Regions from separate parts of the Zea mays genome. Here region 2 is linked to region 1. The links are chromatin contacts, called in public Hi-C maps. All regions are on one chromosome and are shown on one strand. The core of a region is the stretch at or near the end of the contact, and the rest is flanking DNA. Distances in the headings are between cores, read along the strand shown.

What was found. Hi-C and Micro-C count contacts between places; a contact is called where the count stands out from the background.
Region 2: a Hi-C map of tassel shows a contact between it and region 1, with 2.7 times the contacts expected there. The contact joins the promoter of LOC100274498 here to the promoter of LOC100383460 in region 1. A contact is called at or near these places in 5 of 25 Hi-C or Micro-C datasets (ear, endosperm, leaf and 1 more).

Annotation. Positions count from the first base shown.
Region 1 is chr10:1,558,570-1,566,433 of Zm-B73-REFERENCE-NAM-5.0, reverse strand. LOC100383460 (Aladin) reads right to left here and starts at 5,072. Exons shown (of 15, transcript NM_001176108.1): 1 at 4,893-5,072; 2 at 4,721-4,776; 3 at 4,446-4,616; 4 at 3,646-3,760; 5 at 3,436-3,535; 6 at 3,145-3,327; 7 at 2,628-2,686; 8 at 2,448-2,535; 9 at 2,295-2,370; 10 at 1,951-2,050; 11 at 1,797-1,848; 12 at 1,222-1,359; 13 at 1,046-1,133; 14 at 892-952; 1 more. The coding sequence starts at 4,950. The coding sequence ends at 899. It overlaps LOC103640669 (protein ROOT PRIMORDIUM DEFECTIVE 1-like), which reads left to right and starts at 5,249. Exons shown (of 2, transcript NM_001319739.2): 1 at 5,249-5,580; 2 at 6,135-7,864. The coding sequence starts at 6,228. The coding sequence ends at 7,457. It also overlaps the pseudogene LOC124416937.
Region 2 is chr10:1,746,410-1,754,273 of Zm-B73-REFERENCE-NAM-5.0, reverse strand. It overlaps LOC100274498 (embryo defective 1379), which reads left to right and starts at 3,940. Exons shown (of 6, transcript NM_001148856.1): 1 at 3,940-4,259; 2 at 5,835-6,031; 3 at 6,138-6,218; 4 at 6,499-6,732; 5 at 6,836-6,913; 6 at 7,001-7,670. The coding sequence starts at 4,145. The coding sequence ends at 7,309.

The DNA.
Region 1 (7,864 bases), core at 3,823-6,322:
CCTGACGCAGGAGAAGAGATGCAGTCTTTGACAGCACAATCCCAGACACAGGAGACCCACGTAAACATACTGCATGCATACGGAGATTGACAGCAGATGACTCTGGAGATTGAAAAACTCTGGAGATTGAAACAGACTGTAAGTGTCTTCGAGATACTCTCACGTCGAATGATTGGGATGATTCGCATAATGGAGTGATTATTAGGGGGCTTAAGTTCCTGATTTTGTCATGTTTCAATGATGTTAAGGTGTTGTTTGCACCTAGAATATGTAACAAGGTAGCACATCATCTTGCTACTATTGGTTCTGATAGTCAAAAGTTGATTTGGTTGTATAATTTTCTAGACGTTATATCAAATTTGGTCGCCAGCAATTTAATGTTATGCGAAGGTTAATGAAGTTTTCAGATTGCTATAATTTTTTTTTGACAGCACTGACGATCCCAGATTTTGCATCTGGTGATGGTGGTAGAGAGAAGGCCTCCTCGGTTCAACCCGTGGGGCAATATGGCATGCTTCTGCCTGCTGGAGTTCTAAAATAATAAAAAAAAACTAGCGTGGGCGATCTGGAGATGACTGTCCAAAAGGGCGATCCATGTATGGCCAGAGGGAAAAAAAACCCCGCTAAAATCAGCATAAGCATACATACATATCCAATCAAACACATCTGGAGATGACTGTCCAAAAGGGCGCCATTTCTCGAGCCACAACGTCACAATGCAGCAACTCGAGCTTTGCATTTCTCCTAGCAGGCACATCGAAGCGTTCGGTCTTCCAAGTCGTCAGCAACATTCAGTCCTGAACCGGCGAGGTGCTACGCTAGACAACGAGAGAGAACTAGTCAATACGGACGGAGGTAACTGGGAGTTTCAGTCGGCCCGAGGAAACTTACACTGGAGTCAACGAGGACGAAGTATCAGCGGATACGTACAGCACCAGCCACTGCTCCAACACTGCGTAAACGGTCAGAACCACATGTGAACAAAAAGGTAGGAAAAGCAAAGGATGCCACTGTATTAGAAACGAATGAACCCACGATATCTTACCACGGAAAGCAATGGCCCCTGCTTAAACTTGCTATGAAAAGCAAAGGCGAGCGGCTTTGCTCCTTCTCCAGGTCCCCGGATGAACCCACTAGTCGTGAATTTCGACGGATTTAGTGGTGATTACGGAAAGTCAATGGAGCACAGTTTTACTGTAAAAGAAACGAATCTGCTCTTACACTAGTGATAGTGAGACGAGTGGAGATCTCCGCACGTCATATATCGCGATCAGGCCACGGTACATTTCGTTTCCATCTCTGAACGACAGTGCCAGACGTTCCCCCGATGCGTCCCATGCTAATTTCTCTATGCCTCGGCTATACGAACCAGTCAAAGCATTCATTAATCATTATTGAGTGGAAGTAAGATTCTGTGCTATTATAATGGATGGATGGACTTCCAAAAAAAACAAAGCGCATTTCAGAATGAAAGAATGTGGTGCGCGACAGCAGACAGCGGAATCTGAAGACAGAATTCTAAGGAAATTAAATGATTTTATGCCTTTTAGGTTGTTTCATGTGAGTTTTCTTTCCTTACAACCCTACAAACCTATGGTCCTATGCTATGTAAATCAATAACAATCCTGAGCTAATTCCCTTCACAAAAGTTACGTCAGCAATAAGTTACCACGTTCATTGCGAATGGGGTTAGTTAAAAAAAGGGTCAACAGCCAAAATTAGCGTGCAAGAAGAGAAAACTATGTAGTATAAAATGCGCATGAGATCAGAAGCCACATTAATGCTTCTGTTGTTACCTAACAATCAGGGAGGAAATTTCTGGAAGTTCAACTGGTAGGAGGTGAGCATCTGAAAGATATAAAGAGCACAGAACAAACGATCAGAATTGAGACAAATAAGACAACAACAAAGCTTTAGCAACAGAGTATTTGATTGGTTGCTTTTATATACCTAAAGATGGTGGCTTCGATGAGAAGTGAATTGAACCAAGCGTCGTCGAGTTAGAAAAGGATAATAATGCAACTCGACCTTCTGGGTCCCAATTTGCTCCCTGACAGCAACCCAATAAAACTAAGCAAAATTGAGAAGAATTTCACAATTATATACTATATGTGGTTTACAGGGGCAGTGGGCACATTATTTGTGTTGCCAAATAGAGTATTGTACTCACTTCTTAACTAAGGACTGTTGTAAAATTGTGCTCCAGCAAAAGAACAACAACAGAATATTGCAATGCAAAAAAATGATGTCATATGTTCCAAAAGCAGGTATTTGTGACTGAAGATATCACTTACAGACACATATCCATTAGACGAAGACCAGGGTTCTGAAGTCCATGTGTTTGTCTCCCAGAAGTGAAAAGTACCATCACTAGCAATAAATGAAATTTAAATTTTTGGAAATATTATCGACAAGAAATGAAAACGAAAAGTGAAAATTGACCATACAATTTAGCAACTAGAAGGTAATCTCCACTGGGTGACCACCGCACTAATGATATATTGCTTAATCCACGCCGTATAGGAGTTCCCAACCCTGAAGCAAAAGGAATGTGTCAAGATTATAGCCAACAATTCTGTATAAATGGGATTGACTGCATGTATTGAGAAAAGGACTGGTATACATACCTTGAGACACATCCCAAATTGTGAAAGATGAACTATTACATGAGGCAGATGCCAAGTATGTGGAGAGCAGTCAAGGAAAAAAATGTCTTCAACCGTTGAAATTTCCCACAAATGACTAAACCTACTGTAAACATCTATGTATGCATGGTGCTGTAAATTTGGCAAAAATAGAATTTTTGAAGTTAGCCACACACTGTATTTTAGTTATTTTACAGTTTTAAAACAAGAGAAACGGTGAGTAGTCATGGCTAAAGACCTCCAAACTCTTTTCTATGGCCTCCTGCCTCGGTTAGTCGGTTATTAGGTTGTTTTTTCCTTTTGTTCCAATGGCATGCCTGCATTGTGCATAATGGGTTTGAGTGTTTGTGTTGTGTTGGGTAAGTGGTGTTGTATATTTGGGTTAGCTTTCTTTGCCGACGAAATGATACAGAGGTGTTTAGCGAGTTAAATAAATAAAAGGAGAGATGAAAAGCAGCAGCAAAATTCACAATGCCACTATGAAACTTATCAAGGATATCTTCCATCAGGTTTCCAACAAAGTGCACTAACGAGCTCAGCAGAAGAGCCACGAAGAACATCCACAAGTATCCACTGACCACCAGAACCTCTAGGGAAGGCACTAAAGGAAGAAGAAGTGACCCCAGATTTCATGAATGGGACATTGCCAGGATATGATGCCGACCAGAGGCATATCCCTCCTCTGAAAAGAAAATGCTGATTTCAATATAAAAGTAAAGTATGACAGCAAATTATTCAGAGACAACAAGGATTGATTCAAGTTAAATGGTGAGGTGGCAGTAGTACACACTTGCAGGCAACTGCAATCATCTTCCCACTATTTGGTCTCCACTCAACAGCCTTAACATCCGTTTGATGATCATTTGTTAAAATGCATGGTTCTTTAGCATCTGTTAAAGAGATTGGCCAATGTTATGTTTTGCAACTAACCTGATGGATAGAGTTCAGTTCATAAATAAACTAATAAAACATAGCAAAATAGGCACAAGGCCGATCTTACCTGAGTCCTCAAAGTCTTGGACAGTAACCTGGTTCTTCCCAGACACGAATGCTAAGCAATGCTTGTATGGATTCCAACTTACTTTCTGCGTGTCAAATTCTTCTAGCAGATTTGGCTGGTAAACAAGAATGATCGAATTTGAGTACGACTGTAATGGTTTCGTAAAAAATCACACAGGAAATGTACAAGCAGGAAGCAAATCTAGGGTGTTCATCCCAAGAACAATAGCTGGAGGATAGATTTTTTTTTGGGAAGTATGCTGGATGAATTAGTAACTGGAGTTCTGATACAACATCAACCTTCAAGTTATGTTGAGCTGTGCTTTTGCAATCTGAGTAACATTGTTACCTCCTGAATCATGAAATAAGTTATTTTACTATGTTAAAACAATTCAACATATATCAGATCATGAAAGCACACTGTGGCACTAGGGAAGTGAGAAGCAGACAATGCATTCGCCTTTGGGCACAGAGTTTTCGTTGCATGACCATGTATTTGTATGTAGATATAAGCACCAGCAACTGACAAAAGATATGATAAAATTCTGGAGTTCACTTATCTACACACAAGCGAGTGGTTTAAGTACGCGGGTATCTCTGGGGACAAATTTGAGGAACATCAAATTGTAGTAACTCAGAATCTCAGTTAGGAATATAGGACAATCCAATGTGAACAGCATTGTAGTAACTCAAATTTATTTGGCTTGCAAACCAGAATGGTCGAATGTGAGTATCATTGTAATGATTTACTAAAAAGTTTACATTGAGGATAAGTAATTCAGATAGGACGATCCAACTCACGTCTAGTGGAGGGAAGACCATCCGCCTGAAGAAGTCGGATATGGTGGCTGCCAAACCAGCGGTGGGCACAGTGTCAGCAGGCTCGACTTGGTCCGCGGCAGGAGCAGCAGGCTCGCGGCTGGCGAGAAGAAGAGCCTCCGGCTGGAACGGAATCGGGGCGAACACCATCCCCTGCAACACGACGGCCAACAAGCCCCAGATTTGAGCCCCTCGTCAGGCAGGCAAGCACAACGTGGTTCACAGATGAAGAGTGAGTTCGAGGGGAGCGGACTGACGAGGACATCCCCATATGCGTCCTTGGCGCGGTCGTCGGAGAGGGCATCCACCGCAACTGCGAGAGGCCAGGGGGAGGCGGATTGAATCAAACAAGCGAGCGGAAATGCTTACTACAGCTAGTTAAAATGAGTGTGTGGTTGTTGGGGGGCAGCGGATTTGCTGGGCGCTTACCGAGGTCGCGGTTGATCTCGCAGATGGTGACGGCGCCCGGCGGAGGGAAGCTCGGCATCGCAGCTAGCTAGCTTGATAGGGTTAGGAGATAGATTCGAGGTTCCCGGACCCAGCCCGAAATGGGGCGCTTGAGCTCGACCAGTACACGAGGCAGCCAGGGGAAGCGGCGGCGGAAGCAACCGAGCGGCGAACGGGGAGAGAACGGAGGCGCGAGCGCGACGGGCAGACCAGGGGCGGATGTGTTTTTCGCCTCTGCAGCCCATACAAAACCAGCCCATAAACAACCAGGCCTTGAAGGCCCAGCCCAAAGCACCTCGCACCTCGCCTCTCGATCCACCATTCTCCGTCCGCCGTCACCCACGCTTGCTGGCTCCGCCGACGCATCTCGCAAGCTGCCAGCGCCCCCCTCGCCCCTCTCCACTGTGGTCCGCAGCCGCTTGGAGCTTGCAGCTTGCCTGTTCGTCGTCTCGGTCCCAGCCGGCAGCCGGTCAACCCTCCAACCCCCTCTCTAGGCGGCTAGGCAGCAAGTCTCCCAGGCTGGCAGGCTCCCAGCCGGCAGCGGCAGGAGCCCGCACAATCTGCTCGGCCCCTGGCCCCTACCATGCTTGGCCGCCTGGGCACCTTGGTGCTAAACCTGCTGAGGCAGAGAGTAGAAAGGACATGACATCGCTCTACTAACTGGCCACCGGTAATCAATATTTCATCCCTTTTTATCTGGCAAATTTTTACTTTAATGATTAATTTAGTTGCATTGAGCGGGTGGTGGAAGGGTTTAAGTGTTAAATGTGACCTACGGTTGAATCACGATCTAATGGATCAGATGGTTTGCTTGCACGCTTGCACAGAAGGACTGCTTGCATAGCAGTCGTTGCCGCATTGCATACCTCAGAGCCTGGAGGCTAGAATGGAGAAAATATAAAAAAGATTCTTAGCATTGTACATGTTGCTTTGGTAGAATTGATATTGTTATTTGTGTTCTTCCTTGTACCTAGTATACATTTTGGTATGTCGCCAGTAAGATTTCTAGCCTTAATTATTTACCCCCTCCCCACACACCCCCACCCACCCCTACCCTGGATGATTTCCGCCACTGATCAGCAGCTTTCTTTTCTCCTCTTTATTCAGTGAACCTTATCAAGTCATGTAAATAGAACAATCCCACGTGCATTCATGCGAACCTGGTGCTTTCCATTCCATTGTCTACTAAACTGACTCCGCGTGCAATCTCCTTCCTTCTTGCAGTTGCAGCTCCAGCAAGTCGCCATTGCTCTAGAGATCCACATGTGGTTCTCGGTGCATTTTCGTATCTTTTAGAATTGAACTGTGAAAAACACAATGGCATCGATCTTATCTGGAGCAAGGAGCCTTCACTCACTCGCTCTGCTATCGCGGATGTTGGGCGAGACGACTCAGCTCGGTCCTTTTAACCGCAGCGTGCAGCGGAGGTGGAGAAAGCCTGTAGATTCGGCAAGAACACGTCTTGAGGGAAGAACGAGGGATCATAGGCTGGACAAACTAATGGTTCAGCTGAGGAACTTGAGGCTGGCCTTGGCTTTGCATGAGGTGATATCTCAGCAGAGGAACGGATACGCGTCTCTCCAGCTCCTCTCAAGGTGGAGGCATGAGGTCGGGCTGAACATTGAGGTCGGTGCTTTCCTCAAGAAATACCCCCACGTGTTTCAGACCTACGTGCACCCTGTCAAGAGGAACCACTGCTGCAAGGTCACGCAGAAGATGTCCGACTTGATCGCAGAGGAAGACGCTGTGGTCAGGGAGAATGAGGTCGGCGTAGTTCAGCGGCTGAAGAAACTTCTCATGCTCTCTGTGGATGGAACTCTGAACATGCACGCGTTATGGCTCATAAGAAGGGAGCTTGGGCTTCCTGATGATTACAGGTCCTCTATACTGCCGAACCATCGACATGATTTAATTCTCAAATCCCCAGATACTCTATCACTTTTCTCTAGGGATGAAACATTGGCTGTAGCTAAGGTCGACGAGTGGAGGAAAAGGGAGTACACAGAAAAATGGCTAGCTGAATCAGAGACAAAATATGCTTTCCCGATCAACTTCCCAACTGGATTTAAGGTTCAAAAAGGTTTCAGGGAGAAACTCAAGAACTGGCAGAGGCTTCCCTACACCAAACCTTATGAGAAGAATGATTCGCATCCGATATGCAACGTGGAGCGGCTTGAGAAACGCATTGTTGGTGTTCTTCATGAGCTTTTGAGCCTGACGGTCGAAAGGATGATGCCACTTGAGAGACTGTCACACTTCAGAAGATTGTACACCATGGAGGTAAACCTGCGAGAATTTTTTCTCAAGTATCCAGGCATTTTCTACATCTCGACGAAAGGAAGCACACAGACAGTCATCCTAAGGGATAGTTACAGTAAAGGATATCTGATTGAGCCTAACCCTGTGTACATTGTGCGGAGGAAGATGCTGGACCTGGTATTATCTGGATCTCGTAACGTTGGTGAATGCCAACAGGATAGTGCAACTTGGTCAGCTGAGGAGCATGATCTGGGAAGCAGCCATGGGTGCCAGGATAACATATGCTAGGTGGATTCTGCAATTCCATACTGGAACATGGAGTTAGAAGTGACGCATGGAAAGAACCAATTAACTCAACCATGATCTTGCTGTAATATCTACATATAAAAATACCTACTGATATCGTCTGCCCGGGGTGAAGCGATGCCTAGCTGCGGCATTGCCCTGCCTAGCCTCGCCTCGTCTCCGGCACGCGAACACCCAGCTCGGACTCTGTAAAGAGGAAGTTTACCACAATCTCTGGTGGACTTTCTTTGCTCACTGCCCCTGCTCCTCCATCGCTCTCGTGCGCCACTGTTCTCCATGGATCTCTTCAATTTGATGCTAGGTGGCAACATTGCACCTAGCAATGCTATTTTTACTATGCTGATCAAGGCATATGCTAACTGTGGAATGCTAGATAGGGCTATGATTAT
Region 2 (7,864 bases), core at 2,691-5,190, 190 kb before region 1:
TAGAGCATAAGCCTTTTTAACCTTAACATGTTTCTTGTTTTCTTTAATTAGACAATCCTCTTGGGAATCCAAAAGGTCATCCTTTTCATGAATAGCACTAACTAATTCATTTAATTTTTCCTTTTGAGCTATGTTAAGGTTGGCAAAAAGGGAACACAAACTATCCTCCTCATCACTAGCATTATCATCACTAGAAGATTCATATTTAGTGGAGGAGTTAGGTTTAACCTTTTTCTTTTTGCCGTCCTTTGCCATGAGGCACTTGTGGCCGACGTTGGGGAAGAGAAGTCCCTTGGTGACGGCGATGTTGGCGGCGTCCTCATCGTCGGAGGAGTCACTTGAACTTTCGTCGGAGTCCCACTCCCGACAAACGTGGGCATCTCCGCCCTTCTTCTTGTAGTATCTCTTCTTCTCCTTTCTTCTCCCCTTCTTGTCGTCGCCTCGGTCACTGTCACTAGACATAGGACATTTAGCAATAAAATGACCGGGCTTACCACACTTGTAGCAAACCTTCTTGGAGCGGGACTTGTAGTCTTTCCCCCTCCTTTGCTTGAGGATTTGGCGGAAGCTCTTGATGACGAGCGTCATTTCCTCATTGTCGAGCTTGGAGGCGTCTATTGGTTGTCGACTTGGTGTAGCCTCCTCCTTCTTTTCTTCCGTCGCCTTGAATGCGACGGGTTGAGCTTCGGATGTGGTGGGTTCGTCAAGCTCGTTGATTTTCCTCGAGCCTTCGATCATGCACTCAAAACTTACAAAATGCCCGATTACTTCCTCGGGGGTCATTTTAGTATATCTAGGATTACCACGAATTAATTGAACTTGAGTAGGGTTAAGGAAAATAAGAGATCTTAAAATAACCTTAACCACTTCGTGATCATCCCATTTTACGCTCCCGAGGTTGCGCACTTGGTTCACCAGGGTCTTGAGCCGGTTGTACATGTGTTGTGGCTCCTCCCCTTTGCGAAGCCGGAACCGACCGAGCTCTCCCTCAATCGTTTCCCGCTTGGTGATCTTGGTGAGCTCATCTCCCTCGTGCGCGGTTTTGAGCACATCCCAAACCTCCTTGGCGCTTTTCAACCCTTGTACTTTGTTATACTCCTCTCTACTTAAAGAGGCAAGGAGTATCGTTGTCGCTTGAGAGTTGAAGTGTTCGATTTGGGCCACCTCATCCTCATCATAGTCCTTATCCCCTACCGATGGTACCTGTGCACCAAACTCAACAACATCCCATATACTTTTGTGGAGTGAGGTTAGATGAAATCGCATTAAATCACTCCACCTAGCATAATCTTCACCATCAAAAGTTGGTGGTTTGCCTAATGGGACGGAAAGTAAAGGTGCATGTTTAGAAATGCGAGGGTAGTGTAGGGGGATCTTACTAAACTTCTTACGCTCTTGGCGTTTAGAAGTTACGGAGGGCGCGTCGGAGCCGGGGGTCGATGTTGATGAAGTGTCGGTCTCGTAGTAGACCACTTTCCTCATCCTCTTTTGTTTGTATCTGCTCTGATGCGGCTTGTGGGAAGAAGATTTTTCCTTCTTCTCTTTGTGGTGAGAAGAAGATTTCTTCTCCTTCCCTTTGTTGGAGGAGATCTTCTTCTTCTCCCTCCTCTTGGTGCGGGACTCTTCCGATGAAGTGCTCCCGTTGCTTGTAGTGGGCTTTTCGCCGGTCTCCATCTCCTTCTTGGCGTGATCTCCCGACATCACTTCGAGCGGTTAGGCTCTAATGAAGCACCGACCTTTGATACCAATTGATAGTCGCCTAGAGGGAGGGTGAATAGGGCGAAACTGAAATTTACAAATATAAACACAACTACAAGCCGGGTTAGCGTTAGTAATGAAGAAACGAGTCCGTGAGGGAGGGCGCAAAAACAAATCCCAAGCGAATAAGCAAGTGAGACACGGAGATTTGTTTTACCGAGGTTCGGTTCTTGCAAACCTACTCCCCGTTGAGGAGGCCACAAAGGCCGGGTCTTTTTCAACCCTTCCCTCTCTCAAACGATCCACGGATCGAGTGAGCTTTCTCTTCTCAATCACTTGGAACACAAAGTTCCCACAAGGACCACCACAAGATTGGTGTCTCTTGCCTCAATTACAAGTGAGTTTGATCGCAATGAAGGAATCAAGAAAGAAGAAAGCAATCCAAGCGCAAGAGCTCGAAAGAACACAAGCAAATCACTCTCTCTAATCACTAGGGCGTTGTGTGGAGTTTGGAGAGGATTTGATCTCTTTGGTGTGTCTAGAATTGAATGCTAGAGCTCTTGTAGTAGTTGGGAAGTGGAAAACTTGGATGCAATGAATGGTGGGGTGGTTGGGGTATTTATAGCCCCAACCACCAAAAGTGGCCGTTGGGAGCCTGTCTGCACGATGGCGCACCGGACAGTCCGGTGCACACCGGACAGTCCGGTGCCCCCTGCCACGTCATCATTGCCGTTGGATTCTGACCGTTGGAGCTTCTGACTTGTGGGCCCGCCTGGGTGTCCGGTGCACACCGGACAGCTACTGTTCCTTGTCCGGTGTGCCGGAATGGGCGCGCCTGATATCTGCGCGCGCAGAGCGCGCATTGAATGCGCGGCAGAGAGCCGTTGGCGCGGAGATAGCCGTTGCTTCGGAGTCGCACCGGACAGTCCGGTGCACACCGGACAGTCCGGTGAATTTTAGCGGACTAGCCGTTGGAGTTTTCCCGAAGCTGGCGAGTTCCTGAGGCCGACCTCCCTTGGCGCACCGGACACTGTCCGGTGTACACCGGACAGTCCGGTGAATTATAGCGGAGTCGCCTCTGGAAATTCCCGAAGGTGGCGAGTTTAAGTTGGAGTCCTCTGGTGCACCGGACACTGTCCGGTGTACACCGGACAGTCCGGTGCTCCCAGACCAGAGGGCCTTCGGTTCCCACTTTGCTCCTTTGTTGAATCCAAAACTTGATCTTTCTATTGGCTGAGTGTGAACCTTTTATACCTGTATAATCTATACACTTGGGCAAACTAGTTAGTCCAATAAATTTGTGTTGGGCAATTCAACCACCAAAATTAATTAGGGACTAGGTGTAAGCCTAATTCCCTTTCACTATGGTACAAGGGATTATATCTATATGGGCTTAAAGAAAAGATAGTGTCTAGAATGGTTTTGCGTTCAATAGGTGTATAAACCTTTGTATGAACGTAAAAGTTAGATCAAGGATGTTTACGGTAGGATTATGTGCTATGGACTTGAGCGAAAGCCAACGTCGCATGGAGAGAGGATATTATAAAAAACTTTTAAGGATATAAAGGATCGCATCTATGAGCTTAGAAGGAATACAATATCACGTGAATGCCAAATCATATATGTTAGAGCACCAAATCATATGTTCCACACATTTTTTGAGTCTTGCTATGTGTGTTGATAGGAGCACAAAATCATATGTTAGAATATCAAATTGCAGCACAAGTTTCTACACACGAAATATAAGGGACAACCTATGTAATCAAGCATCCTAATTATAGTTTTAACTACATGCTTAATATCCAGGAATTATATGTTTGTCCATCTTAAAAACTTAAATAATTTATTGGTGTCTGCGTGTTAGATAACTAGATTTTTGTGACAACTTGGGGGTTCAGCACTTCTCCTCTCATTCAATCTGGGTTTTCCAACTCAAATACTTACTGGGGAAGCGGACGACAACTGACAACAGCGTCTGATTATATATTTATTCCCCCAAACAGTGGCTTATCTAAGGGATTAATATTTTTTACTCTAAATATTTTATTGGTAAGGAAGTTGTTTGTATTTTTTTGTAGGATTTGGTTTCTTTTAGGCTGTTTCTGGACAAACTGCCACGTCCGACGAGACAGAAGCGAAGCGAAGCAAAGCCGAAAGTGACGATCCCAGTCCAGTTCATCGGGCTGGCGGCCTAGCCCATTCAGCATGCACGGCCCAACATTCCCTTCCTTCCCCGGGCGGCGGGGTAGGATTCCTTGCCGTCTCCCGCTCTTCACCACGCGCTTCCCGCGAAACGCCAACCAATTCCTCCGTCGATCAAAAACTGCCCCTCTCACAAGGAGAAATCTTTCCCGCGGGCGGCGGAGGAATTCGCGGATTAGGTTGGTGGGTTCGACCGATCCGCGTCCCCGGGTTCCCAAGTTCCCAGGTAAGCCGAGCCCGGAGCATGGCGCCGCTGTCGTGGCGGCACCACACGCTGCTGCAGTCGCTGCTCCACCGCGGTCCCCTCTCCGAACGCGACTTCCACGCCATCTTCGCTGGCGTCTCCGGCAAGAACCCCGGTACGCCGTACGCTTTGCTCCCATCCCGTCGTCTCTCTCGGTCTATTCTCTCTACGCGCCACGGCCCAACAAGCGCTCGACGAAATGCGTCTCTGCAGCTGCCGTGCCGTGCCTATCTCTATAGTCTATACTCTCATGCCGGCGGGGGTGCGTACAAGCACAAGCAGCTTCAGGCTGCCGCCGCGTAGGGTCGAACCCACCCCACAACTCCTGCTCTTCATCCGCGTTCTCGACCGTAGGGGTGCTGGAGCGCATCCTCGTTATCGGGGCCGTAGGGTTGTGGAGGATATGGACGGACGGCAACTCTGGACGCCTTTATTGGTCGGCTCTGTCTGTCCAGAGCTACAGACTGGATCTTACACTGCAAGCCACCCCCATCCCTGCCCACCTCCTTCCAGCGTAAGCCAAAGCTCCACTAGTACATATAACGTATCTTCTTCAGGCCGAGAACCCGTGCATCTGCTACGCTATACTCGTCAACTTCAGCAGCAATGGCGCCTCCCTCGTGGCGGCAACGGCACCACACTCTGCTGCAGGCTCTGCTCTCCCGCGGCCCCCTTGCCGAGCCTGACTTCCGCGCGCTGTTCACTGCTGTCTCCGACAGGGACCCTGGTACCTACCTATGCCGCGATGCTTGCAACTCTCTCCCCTCTTAGCTCTAGTCTTTCTCCATCTTCTCTTCGCATCTGTTCCATGGAAAGCCGAGAGATTCTGATATTTGCCATCAGCAACAAACAGGTTTGTAAAATTGCCATTAGACCCACATTTCATAGACCCAGCTGGACCCACAATTCATAAACACAGTGGTAATTATAACAAGAAGACAACGTTGTGAGTGGCAAAAATCCAATTATCTCGTTTGTGAAGCGGGCAGAATGCTCCTCCCAGCTGACAACTAATTACCGTGGCAATGCTGTTTGTTTCGTCGGGGGAAAAGAGTGCTAGTTCGGTCCCCATATGATTTTGTTAGGCAATGCTGCTGTATACAAAGTCTCATGCTGCTTCTATCTTCCTTTGCCTCAAAAAAAGGCTGCCTTTCCCAATATTAACTTCTAAGCATTCTGTGTAGACATTCTTTTCTTTTTTCTTTGTTGGCCTAAGTCATCATTCCTTATTTATTTTGGCCTCTTCTTGACCTGCTCGTGCCCACAATATAAATCTGTTTACAAGTGAATGATGTACCTTGAACAAACTATTTAGTGGATTTTTTTGTTTGTTTGATCCAGAAGTAGCTACACTTACTTTCACACCTAAGGTAGATCTATGAAATTTTTACTGTCTGTTTCCTGATCACCTGAGCCGGTCAGAATTTCTTCAGAGTTTTGGTAAAAACAGCGAAATCAATTCAAAGTTGCATTATAGAATTGCCTGAAACAGTGGTCTTGATTCCACATGGTATTTGAATCAATCAGCCCGACTAACACCTGGTTGCCAACTTGGCTGAATCATATACCTGATACCAGTTACCAGTTATAGAAGAGAGTCCATAGCCTATGTGACGCAAGCTTCTCTTGATTCATTTGACCAAATGCCTACTTTCCAGCCACTTATTTGATGTCATATCATTACTTGCAGCCACTCACCAACAACTGTTCAATGATACACTTCTCAAGATCAACAAGGACCTTGCCTACTTGCAGTTCGAGTTGCGGGCATGCATTAACCAATATGATGGAATGGTTTACTACGGGGTGGTTAATAACATTGCTGACGAAGAGTCTAAGCTTGGAACAAAGTACTCCGTGCCCCAGATCGCATTCTACAAGGGACTGGTACGTGATACCTCGCCTTGCATTCCTCAGTCTGACACTGCATATGTTGTGTTGAACCTTCGCACGTATGGAGATGTGAGTATGTGACTAATGATTACTGTGGCAGCTAGAAGCAATAGTTCAGGAAGCTGGAAATGATGGGAGCATAACCAGTATCGACGCCCTCAATGTCCGGCTTGATAACCAGGTTAGCTGCACAGTGATTCTGGGAACATGATTTATTGGTTTTTCATATCAGCATGTACTACTGGTCAAGTGCTTAGTGTAGCTCATAATACTTATGTATGGCCTACAAGCGTTTATGCGAGCGTTTTACAGTTTCATGTATTCTGCAGCTATCATGTCATCAACGGTATCGCCTTTTGTTTCTGTGGCATGGCACAGCAGCACTGTTGTATCTACTGATTGACAGTTTAATCTCGATTGGAAATTGTGGCATCACGAGTTATTGACTGCTCTGTTTGCAGGTCGCAGTATTAGACGGTTCACAGGACAGCCAGTCTCGCCTTCCTAGCTCCATAAAGAACTTCTCAATGAGCCAGAAGGAGAAAACTCTCGATGAGCTGATACGGGACCGCTGGTTGTCGTACACCGCCACAGGCAAGATCGGTCTGGGCACCAGGTCATTTCTTGACCTCCGGAGCTGGTTCCGTGGTAACGATATCCCGTCTTGTGTTGTCTGCAACGAAGCTTGTATAAAGGTACTGATATGCGGCGATTCTATGGGTTTTCCACTTGGCTTGTCTTGCTTCTGTTGTTGTCGTCGTATAACCTGCTGCTAGTGTTGTTTTTGTTCCACAACAGGCATCGAGTTGTCCGAACGAGGGATGCGATGTTAGAATTCACGAGTACTGCTTGAAGAAGAAATTCTCACAGAGAAAGGTACCTGCCTAGATTACAACCAACTTCACATTGCTATCTCATGTTGATGGTAGAGTCATGGTTTGCTAATTCTACCTGGATATGTAGGCCTCGAGAGCGTGTCCTAGTTGCGGTACTGGATGGCCGTGTCAAGATGGCGAGGGCGAGGCCGATGAAGTGAACGAACCTGGGGAGGAGGATCTAGCCTCGCCGGCTAACCATCCCTCGAGGAAGAAGCGCAGTAGAGTCAAAGCTGAGCTGGTGGAGGAAAACGACATCGCAGGCCCGTCGACGGAGGTGCCTAGGACTAGGAGGACCCTGAGAAGCGCTAAAGCCGAAGCAGTCGAGGCCGATCAAGAGGCGTCTTCTACCGCAGCTTCACAGCCAGGCAGGGGTTCTAAAAGAAGGAAGAAGTGAGTGATGACTGATGATGCATGCTTATAAAGGAGGGAGATTGCAAATGTTCCTCCTTTGCCATGTGTAGATACTACAGTAGACGTGCTGGTATCCAGTGGGTAGTTTTTCAAGTGCCAGGGCAAAAGAGCCTTCTAGTTCTGCTCTTTGCTACAGTAGGGACTCGTAGACTGGTGGAGCTCTCATGACGTCTAAGTTATTTATCTTGTGAAGCCATTCCCATATTATTACTTGTTTGTTATGGTAGTAGAGAACATCTTGGAGCACTGAAAAACTTGAGGGCATGGGATGCTGTCGCTTGCATTTGTTGATTCTGGATTGAGGCATGACATGCATGCTGTAGCTTGCAATTGGCAGCTCCTTCAAGTTAAAGTTATCTAGCTTGTTCGCTGCGGCTTGCTGCGGCTGCAATCCGGCTGCGGCTGCGGCTTCTACAGTATTTTTCTCTCTATGGATTGCAGCTGCAGCAGTCCAAACAGCTGCAACAGTGTCGGCTTGTAGCCAGCCGAACACGCCCATCTATACTTTTTTTTTCTTCATTTTACATAGTATGCAATT